Linked DNA regions of Zea mays: region 2 is linked to region 1. Evidence: chromatin contacts called from public Hi-C data. All regions are on one chromosome and are shown on one strand. Each heading gives the region's core, a stretch centred on a gene start, on an enhancer-like site or on the middle of the called end of the contact. The rest is flanking DNA. Distances are from core to core; before and after follow the strand shown.

The links. Hi-C and Micro-C count contacts between places; a contact is called where the count stands out from the background.
Region 2: a Hi-C map of ear shows a contact between it and region 1, with 2.5 times the contacts expected there. The contact joins the enhancer-like site here to the promoter of LOC111590294 in region 1. A contact is called at or near these places in 4 of 25 Hi-C or Micro-C datasets (ear, endosperm, leaf and 1 more).

Annotation. Positions count from the first base shown.
Region 1 is chr10:94,801,220-94,807,693 of Zm-B73-REFERENCE-NAM-5.0, forward strand. It overlaps LOC111590294 (probable carbohydrate esterase At4g34215), which reads right to left and starts at 4,248. Exons shown (of 2, transcript XM_023301219.2): 1 at 3,448-4,248. The coding sequence starts at 4,092.
Region 2 is chr10:95,063,911-95,070,167 of Zm-B73-REFERENCE-NAM-5.0, forward strand. No RefSeq gene overlaps it. Among protein-coding and RNA genes, the nearest start is that of LOC100275815, 52 kb to the right of the region's middle. Within about 2 kb of position 3,106, at least 10 of the 20 cell types and tissues checked have an H3K27ac peak or open chromatin away from gene starts, as enhancers often do. A contact at or near this core is called in ear, leaf and tassel, where this site is marked.

The sequences.
Region 1 (6,474 bases), core at 2,998-5,497:
GCCTGGCGGTGGCATGCCAGGCTCGGCCACATCAACATGCCCGCGCTGAGGAAGATGGCGCGGGAGGAGCTCGTCCGTGGACTGCCGTCCATCGAGCAGGTGGACCAACTCTGTGAGGCGTGTCTCGCCGGCAAGCAGCGACGGACGGCGTTCCCTGACCAGACACAGTGGCGGGCGGAGCGCGCACTGGAGCTGGTCCACGGGGACTTATGTGGACCCGTGACGCCGGCGACACCGAGCGGGAACACCTACTTCCTGCTTCTTGTCGATGATCGGAGCCGCTACATGTGGCTGACGCTGCTGCGGTCGAAGGATCGAGCGGCGGCTGCCATCAAGGAGTTCCAGGCACGTGCAGAAGCTGAGTCCGGCTGCAAGCTGCTGGCGCTCCGGACTGATCGTGGTGGCGAGTTCACATCCAAGGAGTTCATGGAGTACTGCGCGGCGGACGGCGTGCACCGGCAGCTGACAGCGCCGTATTCCCCACAACAGAACGGCGTTGTCAAGCGCCGGAACGCCATGGTGGCCGGCACAGCACGCTGTCTGCTCAAGGCAAAGGGGCTGCCGGCTTGGTTCTGGGGAGAGGCAATGAACACTGCCGTGTATCTCCTGAACCGGGTACCGACGAAGGCAGTAGAAGGCAAGACTCCGTTCGAGGCGTGGTACGGGAAGAAGCCGGCGGTACACCACCTGAAGACCTTCGGGTGCATTGTCTATGTCAAGAATACGACACCGCACCTGAAGAAGATGGAGGATCGTGGCCGCAAGATGATTTTCGTCGGGTACGAGCGCGGATCTAAGGCATATCGAGCCTACAATCCAGCCACGAAGCGCGTGCACGTGACGCGCGACGTGGTCTTTGATGAGTCCGCCCAGTGGGACTGGTCGGAGGGAGCTAAGACCGGCACTGGCACGGATCATGGCGACGACGACACCTTCACCATCCAATCTGGGGTGGTGGCGGGGCAAGGAGGTGTCCAGGCGGGGGCACCGGTGGCTGCTATGCAGCATATGACGCCACCAGGAACGCCAGGGGAGGCCGGAGTAGCTTCTCCGGGTGTGCAGTTCGCCACACCACCTGCTGCGTTAGACGACCATGACGATGACGCACCACTACGGTTTCGAAAGGTGGAGGACGTCACCGGCGCTGCATCGACACCGGGGTACGCCGCGCGCGCTCTGTGGAGCGAGCAACTTTTTGCAGTGAGTGCGGAGGAGCCTAGCTCGCTGGCGCATGCTGAGCAAGACCCATGCTGGCGTAAGGCGATGGAGGAGGAGCTGCGCGCCATCGAGGAGAACCGAACCTGGACGCTCACTGAGCTGCCTCCTGGCCGGCGCGCCATCGGGCTCAAGTGGGTGTTCAAGGTCAAGAAGGACGAGCATGGAGTCGTGGTGCGACATAAGGCGCGGCTCGTCGTAAAGGGCTATGCTCAACGCCAAGGGATTGACTATGATGAGGTGTTTGCACCGGTGGCTCGCTTGGAAGCTGTGCGGCTGCTGCTGGCGTTGGCGGCGCAGGAAGGATGGCAAGTCCATCATATGGACGTGAAGACGGCGTTCTTGAATGGCGATCTCCAGGAGGAGGTATATGTGAAGCAAGCACCTGGGTTCTCTCAGCCTGGACAGGAACACAAGGTATATCTGCTGCACAAAGCTTTATATGGTTTGCATCAAGCACCTAGAGCATGGAATCAGAAATTGGATGAGAAATTAGGTGTTCTGGGTTTTATTAAGTGCCCTTCTGAGCATGCTATCTATTGCCGTGGAGATGGAGCTGAAAAACTGGTGGTGGGAGTTTATGTTGATGATCTAATAATCACTGGTTGTAGCAGCAACATCATTCAAAATTTCAAGTCACAAATGTCCGATGTGTTTAAAATGAGTGACCTTGGAGTATTGTCTTACTATCTGGGCATAGAGGTGAAACAGGATGAGCTGGGAATTACAATTTCTCAAGAGAGGTATGCAAACAAGATTCTAGACCAGAGTGGCTTTGCTGACTGCAACACTTGTGAAGTTCCAATGCAGACAAAGCTGAAGCTGAATAGGAAGAGTGACAGCGGCTGTGTTGATACAACAGAATACAGAAGCTTAGTGGGAAAATTGAGATACTTGGTTAATACTCGACCTGATTTAGCTTTCTCAGTTGGATATGTGAGCAGATTCATGGAAGAACCACATGAGGAGCATCTCACAGCTGTGAAACATATTCTGAGATTCATAGCTGGAACAAGGGATTGGGGACTCTTCTATCCCAAGAGAAATGGAGGCAAAGCAAAATTGATGGGTTTCAGTGACAGTGATCTTGCTGGTGATCAAGATGATAGGAAAAGCACAAGTGGAGTTCTTTTCTTCTTGGGGGACAGTCCAATTAGCTGGCAATCAACAAAGCAAAAGGTAGTGGCATTGTCTAGTTGTGAGGCTGAATATATAGCAGCTGCAACTGCTGCTTGTCAGGCTGTTTGGCTAGCTCGGCTGCTGGCTGAAATCAGTGGTTCAGCTGTAAGCAAGCCGGTGTTAAGGGTAGACAATAAGTCTGCCATTTCATTGATTAAAAACCCAGTGCATCACGACCGGTCAAAGCATATAGATACAAGATTTCATTTGATCCGGGAGTATGCAAATTCAGGCCAAATTGAAGTGAAGTTCATCAGGACAGAGGAGCAGCTTGGGGACATTCTCACGAAGCCTCTCGGCAAACTGAAGTTCAGAGAACTCTGCATGAAGATTGGCCTTCGATCAGCACAGTAGTATATGCACAAGTATTAGGAGGAGAATTGTTGAAATAATCCTTGTGCATGGGTCTTAGTTAGTTTACTTAAGGCTGTTGTTTTTTATTCCCAGGTTAGGCGTATAGTCATCTATTGGCTGTACGTGTAGTCGTGGCCGGCATGCCTATGTGTGGGATGGCACACAAAGTGGAGGGACGTGCCGTGCTTCTCGGGTGGTCGTTGGCCACATTCTGTTGAATCCTTTTTATTCAGTAAACAGAGTCAGAAAAGCTGCGCAGTTTTACGCAGCACCAAAAATCAGAGTGTGCCCAATTCTATTCGTGTGAGTTCTGTGTGTTTGTGAAAGGCTGCAGGGGGAGCTCGCCGGCAACAGGAGGTGAGTCTTCGGCGAGGTCTGACAGTTCCTTAATTGTCAGTTGATTTAAGTAAAAGCAGGATTATTTATCATCTGAAGTGGCGCTGATGTTTGCTAGTAAGAAAGGAGCTAGCTTTTAGGCTTGGCTGATGTAATAATTGTCTTGTGTTGGCTGTACGCATTACCATGTTAAAGCCGGAACTCATGTTTCCATTATAAAAAAAAAAAGCTTTTAGGCTTGGCATAGCAATGTGGAATTCGACCATGTCCATGAATGAAGAAATAAAATCGGTCGAGCTGACGCCATGACGAAACGCATGGAGAGTGGGGGAAGGAAAAAAAGAGAGGAATCCGCGTGCTGACCTGTATGACGAGCAGATTCGGCATGCCGAGATCAGCCCTGAAATCGTTGACGAGGCGCTCCATCCTGCCGCCGTAGGCCGTGGCGTCGTCGAGCTCGATGGTGTCGCTCTCCCCCTGGAACCAGAGCACGGCGCCGAGGGTGCCTCCGCCGGCGGCAACAGCGGCGCGCCCCCGGGCGACGGCGGCCTCGTAGAGAGGCTCCCCCTTGGCCCACATCCAGATCCTGGTGCCGCCGACGGCGCAGGGCACGAGGCCCAGGACGAGGTCCGGGGAGGCAGCGTGGAGGAGACGGTGGGCGAAGGGCATGGCGGGACCGAGACCGCACGCCTTGTGGGTGTCGATGTCGGCGTGGAGCGGCGGGGCGGCGACGACCCAGCGGCGGGACGCGGCGAGGCGGAGCACGCGCGGGTGCGGGCGAAACTGCGGCGGGAGCAGCGACGGCGCGAGGCCGCGGCCTGCCATATTGGACTGGCCGGCGAGGAGGACCACCAGCTTGGGCCCGCCCGCGTAGGGCGACGCCGGGAAGGCGAGGAGCAGTGATGATAGGTGCGCGGCGAGAGGCGGCGGCGCGACCAGCAGGATGGAGAGCGCCGCCGCCGCCGCCAGCGCGCACAGCAGCAGCGGCCGCCGCGCCGCCGGCTTCATGGCGATTGGGAGCTTGGGCTCGGCGTGGCAGCTGGATTTTGAGGCGAGGGCTCGGTGGTTGGGCTTCTCGCTTCCCCTATGCCGCTTTGCCCGCGTCGTTGCCTCGTTGGTTGACTTGGACGTTTCGCTTTTGCCAGTGACCGCCAGTCGCGGCCAGGGTTCAGGGAATCAAAATAGCTTTTGATCAATAAATAACTTTTATATTTTTAAAATTGGAATCAAAATAGCGCAAAAACCAGAGCCAGAAATGCGGATATAAGTGAGAACGAGAAATTCAGCGGTTTTTTGTCCTTCTCGCTTGAGAAATGCATCCATAATCACGGTGCACCAAACCAAAATGTGCTAAGAGCAACTCCAGTAGTTCTCTAAAAGACTTTCTAAATCAATAATTTAGGTAGTTAACATAAAAACTATTCTCCAACAGTTCTCTAAACGAACTTTCTAAATTTAAGAACTTGTCATCTAACCTCATTTTCTCTCTACATTTGGCAACTATTTAACAACTCACTAAACAAAAATGTTGACTGCATTATATAGTTTTTGTGACTTATTTTTTATATGGATATATACAACACAAAATTACAACCTATATTTAGAGAACTATTGGAGAACTCACATTTTTTTACTCTAAAAAACATTTAGCAACTTCTTAAATCTATAATTTAGAGAGCTAAAATTTACATAACTATTGGAGTTGCTCTAACAATTTAACCTGGACAAGAGACTGTGCCTATCATAGATAGGCACATAGGACTCATCCAACAGTAGTTACATAGTACTATTTTTTTTATAGACATTAGCCTTAATATTTCTGTTGAGTCATAAATTACACAATCATAAATTGGACAATCACACAATGTTTGTATGACCATTGTAGCCTTTATGGTTCCATCTAGCCAGCACACATTACATAGCCACACTTTAAATGGCATGAACTGAATTCTCGACTAACGTACATGTGTTTCGATAGTTTAGAATGTCGATCAAGCCGAGTGTAGAAATCACTATAGCAGTCCCACAACATCGAAAAGAAAAAAAGCACCAAAATACACAGCGCAACCTAGGGTGCCAACATGCTCTGAGTTGGTTTCTTGCGTACATAAACACATGCAAATGTCAGTCCGAGCCATGTTCGACTTCCCGGGTCGTATCGGCTGTAAGAAGTCGATCGTTCTCCAGGCTCGCATCGGGTCCACGCGTCAGTGAGACATGGAGCCGATGGCTCTCGAAACCCCGCTTCACTCGCATCAAGCGAATCCAAACTACTACGGTTAAAGCCTTCATTGCATAATCGGAACATCCTACGCGTAGTCAGGCCTAGCAAGCATGACAGACCACAGAGCGTCGGTCGGATCAGAGGCCTAAAAACCAGCATGAGACAATTCCTAGAACAATCCCTACTCGAGCCGACACAAAGCACCCAACAGTTTACCGGAACATCCGGCTCGTGTGCGAGGCCTAATCATGCAGATATTAAATAGATCCTTGATGAATCATGGACTAACCGTGATAGATCAGATCTACCGGATGGAACAAAGCAAGGCGCCCCCTAATCGCGAGATGCGATCAGAGTGGCGTGACAGTTACCCGTAGAAAACCCTAAGAGCGGGGGCGGCGATGCGCCAAAGCTTGTGGTCGCAAAACGTGTAAAAAATTATGATTACCCTAATGGGTGACCTAAGGTACACATTTATAGTCCGAAAACTCACTAACCTTGGTGTGTTCAAGATGAGCTCTATCCACCTATTTTTAAGCTAGTTTAACTTATTTTACTAAATACATGACCGCCTTGGCCTAGAAAATTCCTGCGCATGGGCTTATCTTCCAATTTCCTAAATTACTCTTTGCAGCCCATTCTGCGTTTCGGCCCATTTCTGACCCATTTAAATTCTGGTGATAACACATGCCCCTGGTTTTGGTAATGGTAATTTCAAAACCACCGTTTTATTTTCCATTGCCCCATTTTTTTCGTCTTCGGGGGCGCATCGTGCCTCTTTAATGGGATATGACATCTCTGTTCATACCCTCGGGAACCAGCGTAGCGTCGTTGAAAGGGAAATGGGCTTAATCATTTCTTATAATCATTTTTGGTGTTTGACGTCCATCACAAACCACGTGGACTAATTAGTTTGCCTAGTTGTCATTTATCTCAGGTGCATAAGGTTCAACATAAACCAAGAAAGAAATTAAGTTGGGGACTCAACCAAGTTTAGAGAAAAGACTAGCAATGGTGCTGCCAGTGGCGCACCGGACACTGTCCGGTGCCTAGGCCGAGCACAACGCGAACTTGCCACTCTTGGGTTTCATAGGGAGTTGCTCCTCTATAATTCACCGGACTGTCCGGTGTGCACCAGACAGTGTCCAGTGAGCCAACGGAGCAAC
Region 2 (6,257 bases), core at 1,856-4,355, 260 kb after region 1:
AGAGTATTGAAGAATCTAGGGGTACGAGCATGTCAATACCAAGGGAATAGAGATGGTCAAATGGTAGCAATTTAATGATGGAAGAGAAATGAATCCCAAAAGACAAGAAGGTTATGGTCAGGGGGCATCTATAAAGATGTCGCAAGCACAAGATGAGATCAGATATAATAGATTGAGAGAAGTATAGACCATACTAGAATAAAATACTTTTTGGCAAGGGGGCATATAGGAGCACAACATAGAATTAGTCGAGGTGACTAATATTTTGAAGCAGAATCAAGGATGAGGTGAAGTAATAATCAATAAGTCCTTAAAATGGCCAATGCTACTCTAGGTCAGCGGTCCTAGAGTCAGCACGGCTTTGATACCACTTATGTCACACCCGGTTTTAGAAGGCAAACCGAATGCGAACCATGTACGTGCTAGGATCAGCAATTCACGTACACAGCAGTTACATAACATGGACATCATCGCACAGTGCTCAAATAGTATTAAAAGGGAAATAGTCGATTACATCATATGTCTGAGACATCCACATAGTCTTTACAATAAATCAAAGTGCGAAAACGAAACGTAGATAAATGCGGCCTTCACAGGCAGCCGACTGGGGGTTGCCGCTAACCCACGTCTAGAACTCGTCGTAGTCTTGGAACTCCTGGAAGTCTCCTTCCACGGCTTCATCTTCTCCTGAGCAGTGGTTGCAATGCGGACAACCTGGGGAGGGGGGGTTGGTGTGTAGAGCAAGGGTGAGTACACATCAACATACTCAGCAAGTATCCTGTTTGGCTGTAGTGGACTAGCTTTATGTGGGGATAAGTTAAGCAGTTGCTTTTAGTTGGTCAGATTATTATTACTAGTATAGAAAGCCAAGTTTTAGTGTTAACCCACGTTATTAACCCAAACGTACTCCTTTCCAAACGGAAAGAGTACCACTTACCATTACCAGAGTCAAAACCAAGAACCATCAGTCTCATTGTCACCAGCAACCCGAACATCTCTGATCAAGTACCACTAATCACTGGAGCTCCCTTGGCCGCTCATAACCGTGAGCACGGCTGATATATCAGTTTCATAACACTCTGCAGAGGTTGCGCACTTTACCCATGAGCCGTGATTCCCTTTTGGCCTCGGGTTGTACGGACCCTTAAACACTCCCAAGGTGAGTAGGCAGGGTCTCACTACGTAGCCTTTACAAAGATTCCCCGGGGCTGTAGCCGCCCGTTAGGTTTCCTAAATGTACCGCACTCCTCCCCAAGGGACAAATCAACCTTGGCAGAGCGAGTCGCATACACCGAGCCCCATTGACGGCATGACGGCGAAGCGAACTACACCCCGGATCCTCTAATTATTCAGCTAAGGGCACCCCATTCCACCCTCATGGTTGCACTGTTTTCCCGGGCGGTCATCCAACGAACAGGTCCTTACGGAGAGGCACTCGAGAAACCGCTCGAGCCCCCTTGAAGACCACAAGTATAACATCATAATAAAAGAAGGGAAAACAGTGTATCATTGATAATTCTCATCATGTTCATTGATTAGAGTTGAGCAATAGCATAAGACTAAGCAATAATAATCCAACCCAGACAGGTAACAAGGACATGGATAACAAAAGCTAGTCAATCCTTAGGTATAAATGTGTAATGCGGGAGGTGAATTAAAGTATGTATAGGACAGAGATAGGTCAAGGGACACTTGCCTTCACCAAACAGATGCTCAGGGTCTTCAACTTTATGGAACTCGAAGAGCTAGATCACTTGGTCGTCGAAGCTTGACCGTCGATTCCTCGAAGCTCAGGAACAGATCGCAATCTATTCGCGTCGCACATCGAATACAAACAGGTACAAACAAACAACCATATATATGCATAAGAACATTACACCATTCAAGTAAAACATAATAAAATACGGAAAATAAAATAGAGTGTGTTACTACGGTCACACGAGGACAAAGAAACGCGACGGTCGAGGCTACGGTCGACAAGTTATCATGTTTACGCTTAAACGAATATGAACTAGGACATTTAATTTGGCATTATCAAATATAAATTACATCTACTATTTAGTTTTGATTAAATATGCTACACTAACCGCTGTCAAATAAATAAGTAATATAATTAGCACGAGAGATTCTAAATGAGGCGAGTTTACGATGCGCGAAACAACACGACAACGTGCAAACGACGTGCGGACACGCGCGACATAGCACGCTGACGACACCTGAAATAGTGCGCGCGACCAACGCGAACGACGAGCGAATCAACACGTGACCAGGACGAGTAGAAATGGGCTTACGACGCATTATATAACAAATAACTGGCCATCTGCGGCTAACAAACGACGCGACCAACAAATACTACTAGATTGTGATTAAACGCGCAAAGCTATATTTCTAGGTTGATTTTAGTTCATATAAATTATTTGCGCAAGATATTTTAGATAAACTGAATTATCAATTAGTCAACGGCTAAACAAGAATTAATTAATAAGCATGAACGATTATAGCAAAATGATTAAATAACGTGTGCGAATTGCGCACGACACACGTAAATGGACGGTGACGGCGCACGCGAATGGCACGCGAACAGCAACAACGACACATGCGAATAGCATGAGCGACACGCGAGAAACAATAACAGATGTCGCGATTATGCTAAATAAGCATTAATTCGAGAACATTCGAGCTGATATTAATCATGCTAACATTTATTATAAACGTACAAATTAAAACTACAGATTAGTTTTAATTAGAAATCTATTTTAATAACCAATGTAAACAAATAATTAATTACATACATAAAACATGCTTCATGACATAATAGTGTTTCTAACGCGTTGGTGACATTATTACAATTTTAGTGCAACTTAAATGGGTTTATGACACAAATTATATTGAATAAATAGTGTTTGTGGATTATTTACGACATTATGACATGGCACGATTTAATTGGTCAAAAGCACAGCCACACGAAGGGCCACAAGAGCCATGGTTGCAGAGGATCCCTTCGTCTAATATGGGAGCACTTTTCTAGCCACATGCAAGGAGTTCGTGGGTTCATATGGCTGAAAAAAGCACATGCACGGAAGAAGTATTGCGCATGCAGGTGGGGCCCATGGGAGAAGTATCGCACATGCAGGTTTCCTGTTTTGACTTCTTCTCTGTTGAACGACGGCAACAGCAGAGCCACTCACGGCGAGGCGGACGGCAACAGCAGAGCCACTCACGGCGAGGCGGTTCTGCCGGCCAGGGAAAGGGGCGCGGGGCCTGACAGGCACGCCGGCAACGCTGGCTGCGACCGCGCGCAGGGGCCCTTGCCGCCGGGCTGCTCGACCATTCATTGGCTGGCCACTAGGCACCAGCCAGACTGCGCGATGGCAGCGGCTCACCATGGCGGCCGGACGAGCTGGTCGGGCATGGCGGCCAGGCGGGCTCACGCGAGGAGGTCCCTGCCGCAAGCCGGACGGTTGCTAGCTACGCGTTGACAGGAAAGAGAAGCCAGAGGAGAGAGGGAGAAGAAGAGGGGGCTCACCTCACGCTCGCGACGACGGCCAGGATGGCGAGGTGCTCCGACGAGGGCCTGGGCGACGTAGGGCCGAGCTCGCGACGGAAGCTGGACGCGGCACTAGCGGCGATCCGACGTACGCATCACGGTGCGGCGGGCACGGGCGGCTGGCTGGGCGCACCGCCGGCTGCCACGCCCTGGTCGCCGGCCACCGCGCCGGGCTGCTGGTTGCCGCTGCTGTTGGTTGCCAAGGAGAGCAGGGAACAAATGCGCTTGGGGTTGAAGAAGTCGTGGACGTACGTGAAGAGGAACAGCCTGGCGGCTGGGAAACAAGAGTAGTGGCGGCTAGGGAAGGGAGTGGGCAGTTGAGGAAAATTGGTCTAACAAGTGGGTCCCGCACCCTGCTGACGGGTGGGCCCATGAACTGGATGGCCGCTACTCGTGCTCCTGTGCGCGCGACGAGGCTGGAAGGCCGAGCGGGCCACGAACATGCCGAGCAGCTGGGCCTTTTCTTTCTTTCTGTTTATTTTGAAATTCATTTTCCTCTTTTTCTTAACGCATGTTATTCAAAATGTATGAATAAATATTTGTTATTTTTCGAAATATTAATAGAAAACCATAATAATTAAAAATAATAATATTTCTAAATAGAATATTCAATAAATATTTTTTGGTAAATTTCTATTATTAATTAAACTGGGCTTCTCAAAAGAGAATAAATTAACTCGTTGAACTCTTACAACTCAATCAACAACAAGAAGACTAATGCTCCAGCATGTGATGCAATGATCAAAAACCCTTTTTGAGATTCATTAATACATCTAATACTTTCATAAAAGCAAAATATTCCTTCTATATTTTTGAAAGATAAAGAAAGGCAAAGGAAGAAGAGGGTAACACCTGAATTTGGTGAATATTAGAAAAAGAAATTTTATACCCCAAATTCAGGGTGTTACAGCTGTTCATGTACTTCCCGACTGAATAAGCAATGGATAGTGTCACCACACTTCTGTCGTGTTAGTTGCAATGATGGTCCTGGTTGCCTCTCCATGAACATGCTCTCTCTCATATTGTTAAGATTGTAGGGTTGAGACTGAAATAAATTGCAGACCATCTAATGCAAAAATGCAAGCAATAGAGACATCTGAACATATGTAGAACTGAATAGTGCACAAAGGCTTCTTTCGGCTCCCCTATTCCTGGCTGCAAACCTTCCCTGCAAGCTATGGTCAAAAGCCAGGGATAACTGGACAACCAATTTACCCGTGAAAACTCCAGGGATAACTGGACAACCATGCAAGTGTGCACTAAAATGGCAATGTGACTCACATTCAGAACCATCTGTGCACCAACAATTAGTACTCAACTGTAATTTACCCAACCTGGGTAACTCAATCCAACCGCTGATCTGAACAATCATGTACTCCATTAACAGCCCCATGCAAATCCTAAAATAGACTGTCACATGCCCAAACGCTTCGCTGCTAATTCGTACTGTTTAAAGGATTAACTTAGTCTGCTCCTTCTTTATGCTAGCCAAGAACCCAACACAAAGCATCAAGATGCCTGAATTTCTCTGCACATGCTCATGTTGTGGCCTTGACAGTCCATAAACATGCAACCAAATCAAAAGTTTCCTCGTCAGAATCACACAACACGTGCACCACTTGGGTCTCTTGATGCTGATGTGCTTTGACACAAAGTATGACTCTTCTGCCACATGTACGAGTGTCTCAAACAATGGCGTCTTGCACTTACAGAACCTCCCACAAAAGCACGCAATAGTAAATGGACACATTGACCAACCATGTAGATGAACATGTATCTGCAGCACAACCTTTTAGCACTTAAGTGGTTCCATATGCACAACCAGGACTACTTTTAGCTGCTGGTCAATGAGTGAAAGTATTCTTGCTATAAGGAGACTTACTGCCACTAAACAACTAGGAAGATAGCATCTGCAGGATGGAAGCAACATCATTGTGCATCTGGGTGTTGGCCAAATAGTCATCGACAACAAGGTATTTTGTCTACGACCAAAGGACAGCCATGGTATCGGTCTGAAATTAGAGACACTGCCTATGTAGCATATTGGTGGTTGTGACTCGAGCGGGCGACAAACACCATGGGCACCAACGATAGAATTTGCATTTTGCTTCAAAAGTGTCCTTGTACCTAGCATCTGGAGAAGACCCGGATCCCATGGTCGACACTTATCAGGGACATCGGTGGCAAGACCCCACAGACCATTACCAATGGAGGAAGCAGGATTAATGTTGGTGGTATATCTGCTCAATAGAAGCTCGAGTGAGCAGTCCCTATCTCTGTGAAATGTGAGTGGTTGGTGGAGCAGTGCAAACGATTCTGAAGATGTCCATGGGCTTCAGCACATCACTGATGCGATTGAGACATTTTGTTGAACACTTGCTAGGCGAGTTAGTTCGCAACTCCTCCTCTGCACCTTGAGCACCCAGTACCGATGAGCAAGTCGACACAGCAGGCTATGCGTCCAGCCAGGCGATCAAGGCAGAGGCGTGTATGGCTGGTGTTGTTGTCGGAGCCGAGGATGTCCCCGTCGTCATTGCTGAATTGATGTTGGACGATGTGGCAGGAGATGGTGTAGATGTGGTGTGCTCGCAGACGGAACTGACGATGATGCTGACGTCGAACAGCTGGTGCGCGCCGTCATGGAGTTAGCGTCGAAAGCGGCGTGGGTGGCCAACTCCACCGCAACAGCTGACGTGCGATCGCCATTTGC